Linked DNA regions of Mus musculus: region 1 is linked to region 2. The links are chromatin contacts, called in public Hi-C maps. All regions are on one chromosome and are shown on one strand. The core of a region is the stretch at or near the end of the contact, and the rest is flanking DNA. Distances in the headings are between cores, read along the strand shown. Region 1 has its middle 21 kb from the start of 1100001I12Rik. Region 2 has its middle 15 kb from the start of Azin1.

Evidence for each region. A called contact is a pair of places that touch in the nucleus more often than the background predicts.
Region 1: a contact with region 2 is called in a Hi-C map of bone marrow-derived macrophages, with 39 read pairs. The contact joins two enhancer-like sites. A contact is called at or near these places in 5 of 39 promoter capture datasets (the C10 cell line, the HPC-7 cell line, the SN4741 cell line and 2 more), 1 of 15 datasets of contacts at CTCF or cohesin (the NIH/3T3 cell line), 11 of 484 Hi-C or Micro-C datasets (the AML12 cell line, the C3H10T1/2 cell line, the HL-1 cell line and 7 more) and 7 of 115 datasets of contacts at active chromatin or transcription factors (the HPC-7 cell line, bone marrow-derived macrophages, embryonic fibroblasts and 4 more).

Annotation. Positions count from the first base shown.
Region 1 is chr15:38,622,954-38,630,101 of GRCm38.p6, reverse strand. No RefSeq gene overlaps it. Among named protein-coding and RNA genes, the nearest start is that of 1100001I12Rik, 21 kb to the left of the region's middle. Within about 2 kb of position 4,876, at least 3 of the 459 cell types and tissues checked have an H3K27ac peak or open chromatin away from gene starts, as enhancers often do. A contact at or near this core is called in bone marrow-derived macrophages, where this site is marked.
Region 2 is chr15:38,530,589-38,538,280 of GRCm38.p6, reverse strand. No RefSeq gene overlaps it. Among named protein-coding and RNA genes, the nearest start is that of Azin1, 15 kb to the right of the region's middle. Within about 2 kb of position 2,755, at least 147 of the 459 cell types and tissues checked have an H3K27ac peak or open chromatin away from gene starts, as enhancers often do. A contact at or near this core is called in bone marrow-derived macrophages, where this site is marked.

The sequences.
Region 1 (7,148 bases), core at 3,627-6,126, 90 kb before region 2:
CTCATCCTAAACTATGGTATGCCAACCTCTGGAAAAGATTGCCCAGCCTGAACTGTGGACAAACAGGACACCAGAGAGTTGATTGTCCCCCACTCCCCATTGCCTAAGATAAGGTGAGGTTAATCCCTCCCATATTCTTCCTCCACAGAAAAAGCCTGTTCATCTTCTGGGCCTGATGGACAAAGATTGCCTTTGCCTGTGATGTCATGGATACCACAGGAACCTGGAAAAACTGTCTAGGTAATGCCTGGTGGACTAGTCTGTCATTCAGTTGATACATAGGCTATTTAGATTACAACTTATCCTTCTCAGATCTCTGATCACATTGACAGCTAAGCTAACTGTACCTTGACAGCTGGAAAACAGCAGGCAACTAGCTCCTTACCCCGAGGTAATCCACCACTGTATTAGTTCATTAGCCAATTCACTGGTTAGTTAAAACTTCCAGGTCTCTTGTTTAAAATGCTAACAGGTTTGCTTTGCTCACAGGCTTCATATTGAAAGGCAAACAGTTTAAAAATGTAACTTTTACAACATTTATCTAAAGGAACTCCTATTACAGTGACTGTCCCCAATAATCAATCACTTGTACCTTATGGTGAATAGTTAGATAGGAAAAAAGATGCAAAGTTATATAAAGGTCCGAGGCTATGAGAGCTTAGGCTGTGAGGATCTAAGAAAAAGATTTAGGGACTAAGAAGGTGGGTTTTTTTTTTTTTTTTGGTTGGGTTTGTTTGTTTGTTTTGTTTTGTTTTTCAAGACAGGGTTTCTCTGTATAGCCCTGGGTGCCTTGGAGCTCACTTTATAGACCAGGCTGGCCTCAAACTCAGAAATCTGCCTGCCTCTGCCTCCCAAGTGCTAGGATTAAAGGCGTGTGCCACCACCACCCGGCTGAGAAGGTGTTTTAAGGTTGGTAAATGCAAGTGAAAGCTTAAACAGTGATAAGAAAGTGATTTAAGGTATATCAACAGAATGAAAATGCTTCAGATTCCCCCCCCCCCCATACCCCATATGCTACTATTTGCATTAAGACTTTGAAATTCAGAGCTTTTTTTTTTTTTTTCAGACAGGGTTTCTCTGTGTAGCCCTGGCTGTCCTGGAACTCACTCTGTAGACCAGGCTGGCCTCAAACTCAGAAATCCACCTGTCTCTGCCTCCCAAATGCTGGGATTAAAGGCGTGGGCCACCACCGCCCAGCTTGAAGTTCAGAGCTTTAACATTAATCAACAGAGTTCTGATAAATTAGTCTAACTCGGGTAAAGCCTTCCACTACACAATCCACTATCACAATCACAAGTTCAAGATTTTAACTTTCCTTTGGTTGTCTTTTAAGTATAGACTTGAAAGTGTTTCTCTATGTTAGATCTGTATACACCCAGTCTCCTGAAGAGAGGCAGAAGCCCCTCCCCCGCTTTCATGGCTTGTAGTCATACTGTACCCCAGGGACCTAGCTATTGCTTATGCTATCTCCTGCCAGCCTCTGTCCTCAGCATCCCCTCTCTCATTCTTGGCATGCACCCTTCCCTCAGTGCCCTCCTTTTCTCTGCCCTCATGGCTCTGTTCTCATCTGTCTGCCAGTCTATATGCCCACTCATCTCCCTCTACCCTTTACCCAGGTCCTCACTCTTCTCCCCTCCCCTAATAAACCTCCTTTAGACCAGATCTGCTGTGTGGCTTAATTTCCTAGGGCACACCTCGGCATGGGCCTGCCAAAGGTCCACATTATATTTCATAATACACAGCTCTTACTCTGATGGATTGCAACCATTTAAATTATCTAATATTTATACCAGTAAAGACACAGGAAGCATAAACTGAGGTAAAAACCTGATAACTCAGCAAGGTAACTTTATTTTCTGAACTATATACAAAGTATCTACTTACCAGCCTGATTCTCCAACTAAGCTGCTAGCGCTTTAGGAACATCTTTGTATGTCCCCCTACTGAGCTAGTCTGCCTTTCTCTTGAGATTCTCCCAAGCTAGAAGAGCTCCTTAGCTCTCTTTCCTAGAGTTCTGTTTTACCCGTGTCTTGCCATGTGCTTCTCTGTAGTTCCTACAGGCCCACAGAGAGAATCTTCATCCCTTGCCTGGAGCTTCTTCCATAAAGGCTCTTCCAAGCCAAAAGAGGGAGTGAGGTCCAGTTGCTATAAAAGAAGTCTTTAGCTCCTCCTAGACCCTTGGTAGGTTGAACCAAGTCGCCTCACCATTATGGTGGTAGGGGTCCCAAGCCAACACAGTAGGCCAAACCTTTACATGGGGTAGCTCAAAGGCATCCAGCTGACTTTGCCTCAGGTCATAGGAGAAAGACCACAAACCCTCTCCTAAGCATTTGCCTTAAAATAGCTTAAAATAGGCAGGCGCTTTCCAGTCTGTAGCATTGTTATCTATGGAGGCTTTCAGAGGCACACCCAAACTGCATCTCTTCAGGACACGCCTAACTACATCTTACTACACAATATCTATTTAAACTTTTATATTTTGCTAACAATTAAGTTTTCTATGTATAATGATCACATACCCTGCAACAATGGGTTGTAGTGGGAAGCTGGTAAGACAGAGGGGTAAGAGCATGGTCACAAAGGGAACCACATTCATTGTGTACCTGAATGCACTAAATCCAGAGAATTTAATGACTTCCACAAGATGGCAATATTTCGCAGCAATATAGGGAGGAAAACTTTGGAATGATGATATGTCAGTTACTTTTCTGTTGCTCTGATAAATGCTCTGGCAAAACAATTTTCAAGAGAAAAGGTTAATTATGGTTCACAAGTCCCATCAAAGTTGGGAAATCTACAGATCCACAGAGAAGGAGCTTGAAGCAGCTGGTCACAACTGTTGGTGATAGGGGTACAGGAAAGAACCAGGATATGGTTAAGGTCTTTTCTGTAGGAGAGAGAGAGAGAGAGAGAGAGAGAGAGAGAGAGAGAGAGAGAGAGAGAGAGAGAGAGAGAAAGACTGAACATGGCCAGGGTGGCAGAGTGGGAGAGAACAGTGAAGATGGGAGATGGCAAGAGATGGAGATAGAGAATATAGCCAAGGAAAGTAAGAGAACAAGAGAGAGTAAGGTGGAACAAGAGAGGACAGAGTGGGTAGCCAGGTTATAAGGAGGGGGGCCTGTGAGCTTCAGGGAGTTTAGGGGAGGGAGGAGGCCAGAAAGGCTAGGATGCTGGTGTGGACTTGGAAATGTATCACAGGCACTGGTGATGCTGAGGGAGCCTGGAGGCCAGCATGGGCTGTGATAGGCACCACTGTCACCATGTGTCCCTTCTGCCAGAGACCACACCTTCTGGCACATGGGAACCAGTTTCACAAGGAAACTAAGGAACGCTAGCTTTTATCTAACTGCCAGAAATCCTCCTGTAGTCCAGGCTGAGCTCATTTCTGCGCCTTCTGGGGTATTGGGAATTAAGAGTTTCCTTCGCACCTGACAACACTGAATCTACAATCTGGAAGCAGACATTGATTAATGCCTATGTTTAGCTTAATTTTTCACTTATACAGTCTGGGATCCCCTCCAGGGAATGGAGGGTCACCCACTGTGAGTGAGTCTTCTCACCTCAATAAAATCCCACACAGGCAAATTCAGAGAACCACATACTGAGCTAGAGGCCCGTCTCACTTCAAGGCACCCTGTTTTGGAAACAAACAAAAATATCTTTAATTCCAGAAGTCAGGAATACAAATTAGTAATCTTTATATTATTAAAGGTAAAAATATCTTTAATCCCAAAGGCAGGTGGATCCCTGACAGTTAAAGGCCAGCTTGTTTGAGTTCCAGGCCACCCAGGGTTATATAGTGGACCCCCCTCCCCTTCCCCCCCAAAAAAAACCCACCAACCTACCTAAAAGCAAACAAAAAGGAAGAAGAAGGAGGAAAGAGAAGGAGGAAGAACAAAATGGTAATACACTTTTGATCTTACTTTATCCCAAATAAATGTTTGGTAGCACATACACATATATGACAATATTCTTAAGTGTTGATACAGACAGACAGACAGACAGACAGACAGACAGAGGTGTTTTATATATATGTATTTAAGTATGCAATAGAGCCAATTGATTTTGAACTGAAATGTATGAAACAGTAAACACAAGTAAAGCTGTTTTTCCTTCCAGCGCTCTCTTTGAGACCGAGTCTCTCTGTGTAGCCCTGGCTGTCCTCGAACTCTGTTTGTAGAGCAGGCTGGCCTGGAACTCACAGAGACATGCCTGCCTCTGCCTCCAGAGTCCTGGGATTTAAGGTGTGTGGCACCACATCCCTCAAGCTTTTCTTTCTCAACAAATTATCCCAGATTTGTGCTACAGTGATGAAAAGCTAACACCACGTATGTATATATAGAAAGAGACTGAATTTTTAAGATTTAGTTTTAATTATGTGTGTTGGCATCCTCCTAACAGCGACCTAGCAGTAGCTTGAGCCATCATCTATCACCATAACTGCATGCATCACTGCTGGAAATAAAGCATATACGAGGGCTGCTTGCCTCCCCAGTCCTCTTCCTCACCTCCCTCCCCTCCCCTCACTCTCCTCGCTTTCACTCTCTCTCTTTCTCTGCTTCCACATATTCCTGACTGCCATCTCTCTCTCTCTTTCTGTCCTTCTCTATTACCAGTTTCTTTGCCCTCGTGGCTGTCTTCTACCCCTCCTCCAGGTCCCCTTCCTTCCCCCACAATAAACCTCCCTTATACTATGTCTGTCACACTGTGTGATTTCTCAGAGGGACACTTTGGCATGGGCCCAGCAGGTACCACCTAACCATGCCGCTACCGAGTTTATATTTCATAACAATGTGTGTCTGTATGTGGGTTTGTATACATGAGTACAGTACCTGAAAAGCCACGAGAGGCCACTGGATCCCCTGGAGCTGGTGTTATATGGGTCTGACTAAACCAAGCCTGGAAGAAGGAAGTGCTCTGAAACACTGAGCCATCTCTCCAACCCCACCTTAAGATTGCATTTTGCAATTGTGTCTGACTAGATACACTGTTAATGTTTGCTTTTCTTTCTAACTACAAGGAACCATAGGATAACTAGTGTTTAACGCTGAGAAGGAACCAATTATTTTGAAGTTTTCTTGCAGCTTCTGTTCGCTGTACTGATGTTTCTAAAGCTAACTTCTAGCCCTATGAGTAAATATAAGTTATCCTCTGAGGTGAATGCTTTGTTGCTTATGCTGAAAGCCAGGCCACCCCTGAATGAGCATGCTGTGAACTCTGCTGAGACACGGGGGCTGTGCTTGACAAGTCTTACACAGGCAGACAGCACTGCACTACCCAGGTGCTATGTAGACATTGATTCATTCAACTTTATTACACCAGAGAGCACAAGAGAGCCAGGACCAATGACACAAGTGCAGAAATTCCTCCACTGAGACAAAAGACTACATTTTAGCCAGGTCAGGAGGCAGAGGCAGGTGGATCTCTGTGAGTTCGAAGCCAGACTCATCTACAAAGCAAGAACCAGGACAGCCAGAGCTGTTACACAGAGAAACCCTGTCTTGAAAAAGAAAAGGCAAAATAAAACAAAACAAACAAACCTTTTTACTCTGTGCTTCTTATGTTCCAGGCTGGAGGCTACTAAAGCAGGGACTGGAAACAATATACATGAAAAAAATATAAACCCAGGCAGGGTCTACATTTTTGGAGAGGTGGCTTAATGGTTAAGAGCACTTGTTGCTCTCGAAGAGGACCACAACCATCCAAAGTTTCAGTTCCAAGGGATCTAACTCACTCTTCTGACCATCAAGGATGCAAAGCACATGCATGGTACACATATGTACATGCAGACAAAACACCCACATATATAAAATAAATATAATTTAAATAAATAAATAAATAACTCAGGCTGGAGAGATGGCTCAGCAGTTAAGAGCACTGGCTGCTTGCTGTTCCAGAAGTCCTGAGTTTAACTCCCCGCAAACACTTGATGGCTCACAACCATCTGTAATGGGATCTGATGCCCTCTTCTGGTGTGTTTGAAGACAGCTACAGTGTACTTACATATAAAATAAAGAAATCTAAAAAAAAAAAAAAATCAAAACCCATCCTTTGCTACAGTGGAATGATAAAAACCCTCAAACATTCTTACATTCTTATCCAAAATTCCCTGTGTTTTAGTTATTTGTTAATCTTCTATTTACCAAACTTCTAGAGTTTGTGCTGTCTGTAATTTTCTACCCCATTTGCAGAATGTTCTTGGTCTTTATGAGAACAAGAACAGAGTACAGCTGCCTGTTTGTTAATACGAACAGTCACGAACCGAGGTTACAGTGGGAAGCCACAGAAATCATGAATTAGCTTTTCGTCTTTATCAGTAAATGTTAATGAAGCCTGGTCCAGTGGAACCTGCTGGTAAGTGAAGGAGAAAGGTGGAAGAACTGGGACTCAAGGACTTATGCACACTGTTGGGGGTGGGGGTGGAGTTAATGGAGGCAGCTTGTTGCTGTGCGTGGTTAAATTCTGTATCCCAAGGTCTAGTTGGCTCAGGGCAAGTGAACTTTTACAAATACCAGCTTTTGTAGTTGTGCAAGCTTTACTCCTTAATTTAAAACAATTATTTAATAAAGGTGCCTACAGCTTGTAACAGGGCTGAACAGAGGTAGGTTAGGCGGGGCTTCAGTTGCTGGTCTTGGGGTCTGAGGCAGAGATAGGAGGAGAAGAGGGCAGAGAAGAAGGAAGAGGTTGCCATGGGGTAGATGTATCGTGAGAGCATGGCCATGAGGGCCTGCCTGTTGGAGTAGAAGTGGCTCATGCAGAACACGTGATATCTCGGGGTTACTGACAGGGAAGTAGACAAAGCAGCACAGAGGGCTGATACCTGCCCAGCTCTGGTGCTTTAAGGCTTATTAGAAATATAAAGGTTTGTGTCTTTTATTTCAGAACTAAATGATCTAAGGTAAATAATATTTACCGGAACAGCAGATTTTATGGAAAATGTGAAGTCCTTCTCACCAGAAAACAAAACAACAACAACAACAAAACTACCACCACCACCACCAACAACAAAAGAATCACCACATAATCTGACAACCCTGCTACTGTATCCGCATCCAGAGGAAATCAAATCAGTGTACAAAAGCCATCTGGGTGCCCATGTTTACCGAAGAACAATTCACAATAGTAAAGAAAGCACGCAACCATCCAAG
Region 2 (7,692 bases), core at 1,506-4,005:
AAAATCACGTGACTGTTTAGTCAAGAAACACAAAGAACCACAATTCCTATGTATAGACAAAAAAATTATTTTGTTTTGTTTTGTTTTGTTTTGATTTTTGTTTTGAGACAGGGTCTTGCTATGTAACCCTACTGATCTAAAATTCACATGTAGCCCAGTCAGACCTTGAACATACGGCAATCTGCCTTCTTTTCAGCCTTATGAGTGCTGTAATTATAGGCATATGCTATTATGCCCTGCAAAAGATACCAATTTAAAATTTTTATTTGTTATTCATTACTACTACTACATGTGTACATGTATGTGCATGCATGCACATATGTGTACACATGCTCTAGATCAGAGGACAACTTTTGGGAGTAGCTTCTTTCCTTTTACTATTGAGTCTAGAGTGTGTGTGTGTGTGTGTGTGTGTGTATGTGTGTGTGTGTGTGTGTGTGTTAAAGTAAAACAAAACAAAACTTGGGAGACACTTTTACTTAAAATTCTAGGGACTCGGTCTGGAAAACAAATACACAGATGGAACATTTTACTTATGAAATCAAAACGAGAAACATAACCAAGAGACACTAAGAAAACAGGCACGCACACTCGAGTGAATACAGGAGGTCAGAAAGTTACCATTTCCTCTCCACTCTGCTTTTAGTTTCTTCACTAAGACCAAAAATCAAATTATGCACCAAGTTTAACAAGCTCTGTACAAGATACAGAGAATTCAGGCAGGGAGGAAGAATAAAGGCTTAGCCTCACAAATGGATGGTTCAAAATTTCCAGCACATGTTACCTCTAGATTGTAATCGACAGCGATACACATCCTTTGGGGAGGGTTTTGAGACAAGAGGCCCCCTGGCTTCGTGTTTCTTCCTCTTTCATTTGAAGCACCATGGAACCAAGAAGGAAGACATTGTGCTTTTTGTCCTGTTATGATGAGTATTTAAGAGGTCTGAGTTTATCCTTGAGTTTGAGTCCTCAAGGTTTTAAAATCTTTCTTGGCAGAGAAGTCCCTCATCTGTCCAAGATAGGGAGCATCCATACTCGAATTTTTAGAGCAGACCTGGCTTCAAAAGTTCCATCACTTTGGCCAGTGTAACAGTCTGGTTTGGTAATCCCTGAGGGTAAGCCAGGCCTGAACTCCAGGTGTGCTGATCTCTTCGTGACCTCAGAAAGAGATTCTTCCTCTGTATCAGGATCCTTTTCAACAGCTATATGTACTAAGTCCCTTTTAAGAGATACCGGAATTGAGTGTTCCTTGTGTGAACCATGAGCTGGATCTATAGCATGTATTTCTAGTCCTGCTGGCAATTCTATAGTATACCCATTACTGTTGAGTAGTTCATTGAATAGTTAAATAACTAGGCTCAGAAAACATCATTCAGCAAGACAGTAGTTAAACTAGATTAGAAAACATATATGTAAAAAAGCACACTTCTGTTCTATGTGTCCCAGAGGCCTAGGTGTGCCAAAAATACAAGTTGTGCTTTCACTTAAAAACATTTTTATTTTATGAACATGAATGTTTTGCCTGTGTGTATATAAGTATTCCACATGCATGTCTGGTGCTTTTGGGTGGGGGGGTGTTGGATTCCTGGAACTGGCATTATAGGCAGTTATGAGGCAACATGTGGGTGTTGGGAACTAAATCCAGGGCCTCTAGAGAGCAGCCAGTGCTCTTAACAGCTGAAGCATTCTCCAGTCCCTCAATAGGTGTTTTTTGAAGGAAATACTACAGGCAAAGGCTTATACTTGGTGTGGAGCCACACACCTGTAATCCTGCCACTTGAGAGATTGAGGCAGAAGAATCAGGAGTTCAAGACCAGCGTTGGCTACATAGCAAATTTTAGGGCAGCCTGGGCTATGTGAGATCCTGTCAGGAAGAAAAGTAAATAAATAAATGAAGAGAGGGGAGGGAAGGAAAAGGAGAGATGGAGAGGAATGGAGGAGGGGAGAGGAAGGGGAGATAAGGAGTGGAAAGGAAAGAGGAAGTAAGAGACAGGGAGGGAGGGCAGGGCAGGGGCAGGAAGGGGAGGAGAAGGTAAGGGAATCAAAGCACAGCAGAGGCCTGGGGGTAAGGATAGTAACCAAAACCAAAGTTGTCACTTCGCTATAACGTCAGCACTTAGGAAGGCCCAGGCAAAAGGATGGAAGCTCAAGACCAGTCTAAATAACGAGACTCTGTATTAAAACTGACTGACTGAATGAATGAATGAATGAATGAATGAACAAAGAAACAGCTAAAAGAAAGAAACATAAGATAACACCACTACGATCGCTATAGTTGGCTGAGCATTTGAGTTGTGCGCAGTAAGCTGGTAATGGCTTACATACGGTGCATATATAGGATTTGACACCACATGACAGCAGACAGGTCAAGTGTTCCTATTAGCATTATCTATCAGTGGATTATCTATGGTTGCTATAGTAATGTTGCTTAATTAAGGACATCTCTTCCAAGCCTCATACCCTCCCTCCTTACTGAACATGCAAACTGGGGGTGGGGGGGGTGGGGGGCCCCCTCAGCAGCAAACCAGCTCCCCACCTGGCTTCTCCTGGGACTCTTTCCCCACAGGTACCCCCTGTTGTTAATCTCTGAGTTATGTAAAGAGCCCCTACTGTGCTTCTTGATGGGAAGGAGGGGGTGGTGTTCTCCGGCTCTTAGTTTGCATAATATTCTCTTCTCTGTCAGAGTTGAGAAAGAAGCTTGTGGTCTGGTGACAGCGGCAGATGGGAGGAGCCATGACTCATCAGTGCTCTGCAGGAATAGAGCAGGGTAGCCCTGGGAGGCTGTAAAGACCCCATCTTCCCCCACCTCTGGCCAGGCCTTGAGAGAGCTTCTTGTAGGAGGAAGGAGGAGAATAGACCTTAGTCAAGCTGTGCTCCGGAGGCTGAGGTCATACCTTAGCACTAATCTCGGGGTGGGGCGGGGTTAGCTAGGCTAGCATAGTAAAACTTTGTATTGCTAGACTCCAACTTTGGGGCTGGGGAGATAATGCAGTTGTTGCCATGCGAACATGAAAGGCTGAATTCTATCCATGAACCCGTGTTAGATAGATAGATAGATAGATAGATAGATAGATAGATAGATAGATAGATAGATAGATAGATAGATAGAAAGAAAGATAGATAGATAGATAGATAGATAGATAGATAGATAGATAGATAGATAGATAGATAGACGGACAGACAGATCGATCATCCAGGTTGTGGGCAAGAGAGATGGCTCCGTGGCTAGGAGCACTTGCTGCACGTCCAGGACCCACGGCAGGCAGCTCACAGCTGTAAATCCAGCTCTAGAAACACCCTGTGCTGGCTTCTCCAGATATCTGTACTCAGGTACACATACTCCTATGCATAATTAAAATAAATTTTTAAAAATCCAGGCATGGCAATCCAAACCTAGAATTCCAGTGTAAGGGAGGTAGAGACAGGTTGCTATCTAGGGCTAGGCAGATTTGCAGCCAGTTTAACCTAACATTGAGTTCCAGGTCAATAAGGAAACAAGCAGAACAAAATAAACTCCAACTTTACATTTAAAAGTAAAAACCAGCCGGGCGTGGTGGCGCACGCCTTTAATCCCAGCACTCCGGAGGCAGAAGCAGGTGGATTTCTGAGTTCGAGGCCAGCCTGGTCTACAAAGTGAGTTCCAGGACAACCAGGGCTACACAGAGAAACCCTATCTCAAAAAAAAAAAAAAAAAAAAAAATCAGTTTGAGGCCAGCACAAGCTACAAAGTCAAGCATAAGCTCTCCAGGGTTTTGTATTTTGTTTTGCTTTGTTGTTTGTAGACCAGGTTAGTCTCTTTTTATAATTTATCATTTTTATTTTATATCCATTGGTGTTTTGCCTGAATGTATGTCTGTGTGAGGGTGTCAGAAGCCCTGAAACTGGAGTTACAGACAGGTATGAGCTGCTATGTGGGTGCTTGGAGATGAGCCTGGATTGTCTAGAAGATCAGCCAGTGCCCATAACTGTAACCAGATATATACTACCTGGCTTCTTTGTTCCCCGAAATAACCACTCTGAGACTGGATTATTATGAATAAATGCTTAGGCCAATAGCTTTGGCACATTTCTGCTAGCTCATAACTCAATTGTCCTGTGTGAACTAGCCTAAGCCAAGCCATACAGCTAGTTACCTGTCCTTCAGTTTCATGTGATTGTCTCCACTAGAGTTCTGGGGCAATTCTCCTGTGTATCTGACTCTATCCCAGAAATCCTCCTTACCAGAACTTCTACCTTCTTATTTCTTGCCTAAACTCATAGGCCAACAGCCTTTTATTGACAAGTAAAGCTTCTACACATTGCACAAAAGATTTCCTCTACATTTAACCACTGAACCATCTCCCCAGTCCCTGAAGTTTTGCTCTTAAGACAGGGACACACACATACACACACACACACACACACACACACACACACACACATACACACACACACACACACACACACACATACACACACACACACATACACATACACAGAGAGAGAGACTTGAACTCCTTACACCTCATGGGGGATTACAGGCATGCACCACCATACCACAGCTTCCATTTTTGTTCTTAACCAAGGTTGCTTTGGCTGTTCTAGGTCTCTTGAGATTTTGTATGGATTTTAGTACATTCTGCCAAACAAACCGAACAACCGTGATTTTGGGGGAGGCTGCAGGCAGGGGGAGCAGCGTTGAGTTCTAACCCTTACTTAGTACAGAAGAGCTTAGGGTAGCTGGAGCCCCAATGTAAGGTATGAAGATGGTGAGTGCCCCAAAGGAATCCACAGGGACACTGATGGGAAGAATTCATATCCAGGCATGGTGGCGCACGCCTTTAATCCCAGCACTCAGGACGCAGAGGCAGGAGGATCTCTGAGTTCAAGGCCAGTCTGGTGTACAGAGTGAGTTCCAGGACAGCCAAGGATACACAGAGAAACCCTGTCTCAAAAATCAAAACAAAACAAAGTCCAAGAGGAAGAACACACATTGACCTGCATATGGTGGTCCTGCCTGGAATGGTGAGGGACAGAATTACTGAGGACTTCAGTGACGTGCCTTTTAAGGATAACAGATACAAAAGATTGCTGGTGTTTAGCTGTAACTTAGAGACTAACTCTGAAGAAGAGATTTAATATTAACCGTGTGCGCTGCCCTCTCTCTTATACTCTTGATAGTAAGACACCAGCTGATCAGGCATGGACAGATTGGGGTGGAAAGCTGAACAGGCCTGGCCGTTGGCTTAACCGTTTATGATGGAGCCTGGACAAGGCCACCCCCGACTCCCATTTCCAAAGCACAGGGGAAACACTGAAGCGATTCCTTTTCCCTGGTTTCCTTCAAGACGGCAGCAAGGGAAGCAGCCAGCTTTCGGTTAAAATGAGGAGCGCGGGACAGGGATCAGGGTGGGACAGTTTCCTCACCTTGAATTCCTGTTCCAGCAGGCACAGAAGAAAGATGTGAGAAAGGAGCGTGCAGAAGCACCGAATGCTGTCATCAGTGAAGAGAGAAGGTGGCTTCATGGGGGCTGCAGGGAATCCCGGACCTTAAGGACCTGTGGTGTCAAGTTGAGCACCATGGAAACAGACCTCCTGCCTGCATGTGTGTCAGATCCTCTGGAACTGGATCTGCTGCCACCTGGGTGCTGGGAATTAAACCCTGGTCCTCTGGAAGAGCAGTCTGTGCTTTGAAGTGCTGAACCATCTTTCCAGCCCCTGAAAATAGCATTTAAGGAAGATAAGTGTGAGACAGTAGAAGGAGAGAACTGACTCCTGCAAGATGTCCCTTGTCGTTCCTGCTAAAGGGACACCGTCAGACACTACCCTAAAGCAGAGCAAAGAAGAAAAAGGATCAGACAGGAGTGTGAACAGCAAAAGGGACACTCGCTTGGGACCATTTAAAAAGCTTTGGCCACTGTGATGGTTTGTACATGCTTGGTCCGGGGAATGGCACTGTTTGGAGGTGTGGCCTTGATGGAGAAACTGTGTCACTATGTCTGTGGGCTTTAAAACCCTCATCCTAACGGCCTGGAAGCCAGTCTTCTCCTAGCAGACTTCCATGAAGATGTAGAACTCTCAGTTCCTCCAGCACCATGTCTGCCTGCCTGGATGCTGCCATGCTGCCCACCTTGATAATAATGGACTGAACCTCTGAACCTGTAAGCCAGCCCCAATTAAATGTTCTTATGAGAGTTGCCCTGGCCTGGAGAGATGACTCAGTGGTTAAGAGCAGTGACTGCTCTTCCAAACATCCTGAGTTCAATTCCCAGCAACCACATGGTGACTCACAACTATCTGTAATGGGATCTGATACTCTGATGCATTCTTCTAGTGTGTGCCTGAAGACAGTTGCACTGTACTCATATAAATAACAAATAAATAAATCTTAAAAAAAAAAAAAAAGAGTTGCTTTGGTCATGGTGTCTGTTCACAGCAGTAAAACCTTAATTAAAACTTAAGTAAAAAAAAAAAAAAGAAAAGAAAAAAAACTTAAGTAAAACAGTAACTAACTATAACACAATAACTAACACCTACATTAGTAGTCATCTCTCTCTCTCTCTCTCTCTCTCTCTCTCTCTCACACACACACACACACACACACACACACACACACACACACACACTTATAGACAACTGAGTTAGGCATTCTGTGACTCTCCTGTTGACAACTCCCAAATTTTGGAATTATGGTGGTGTGTGTGTGTGTGTGTGTGTGTGTGTGTGTGTTATGCACATGAATGTGTATTTTTATGTGGGTGGGTGGGTATGCTCATGGATACATTGCAGAGACCAGATCTGGTACTGTGCTCTGTCACTGTCTGCTTTAGTCCTCTGGATAGACTGTGGTCCACAAGCCCCACCCTCCCTCCTGCCTCTGACCCACTCAGCATAAGCACCTGAATTACAGACACTTGCACAATCAAGCCTAGCTGCTACTGCTTTTCTTTCTCCCTCTCTTGTTTGTTTTTCCAATACCAGGTCTCACTGTGCAGCCCTGGCTGGCCTGGGACTTGCTTTGTAGATTTCTGCCTCTGCTCCTCAGCTGCTAAGATTAAAGTGTCTGCCACCATGCCTGGCTTCTCTGGCTATTTAAGTAGATGGTGAAGATTCCGTATTAGTTCTTCATACTCATGCAAGTCCTGTTACCTACTGAGCCATCTCTCCAGCCCAGCTTGTATTGTTTTTAGGTTTTATTTTTATTTTTATTTATTTTTAAGATGTATTTATTTATTATATCTAAGTACACTGTGGCGGTCTTCAGACACTCCAGAAAAAGGGCGTCAGATCTCATTATGATAGTTGTGAGCCACCATGTGGTTGCTGAGTTTTGAACTCAGGACCTTCAGAAGAGCAGTCAGTGTTCTTAATGGCTGAGCCATCTCTTCAGCCCTAGGATTTATTTTTAATTGCATATCTTGGTGCCTGTCTGTGTGGGTGTGCTCTTATGAGAGCAGGTGTCCACTGAGCCACTGAGACCAGAGGTATCAGGTACTCTCAGAGCTGAACTCATCGGCAGTGTGAGCCACAGGTCATAGGAGCTGAACTCAGATCCTCTAAGCCATTTCTCTACTTCCCTCACCCATCTACCACATTTGCATTTTAACTGCTGATTTTACTAAATTTGTGGGTTTCACCCAAATTCTAGTTTTGGGGGGTTTTGTTGTTTTTTTTTCCCCCCTTGCGTTCTGCATGCTTAGCATAAACAGAATG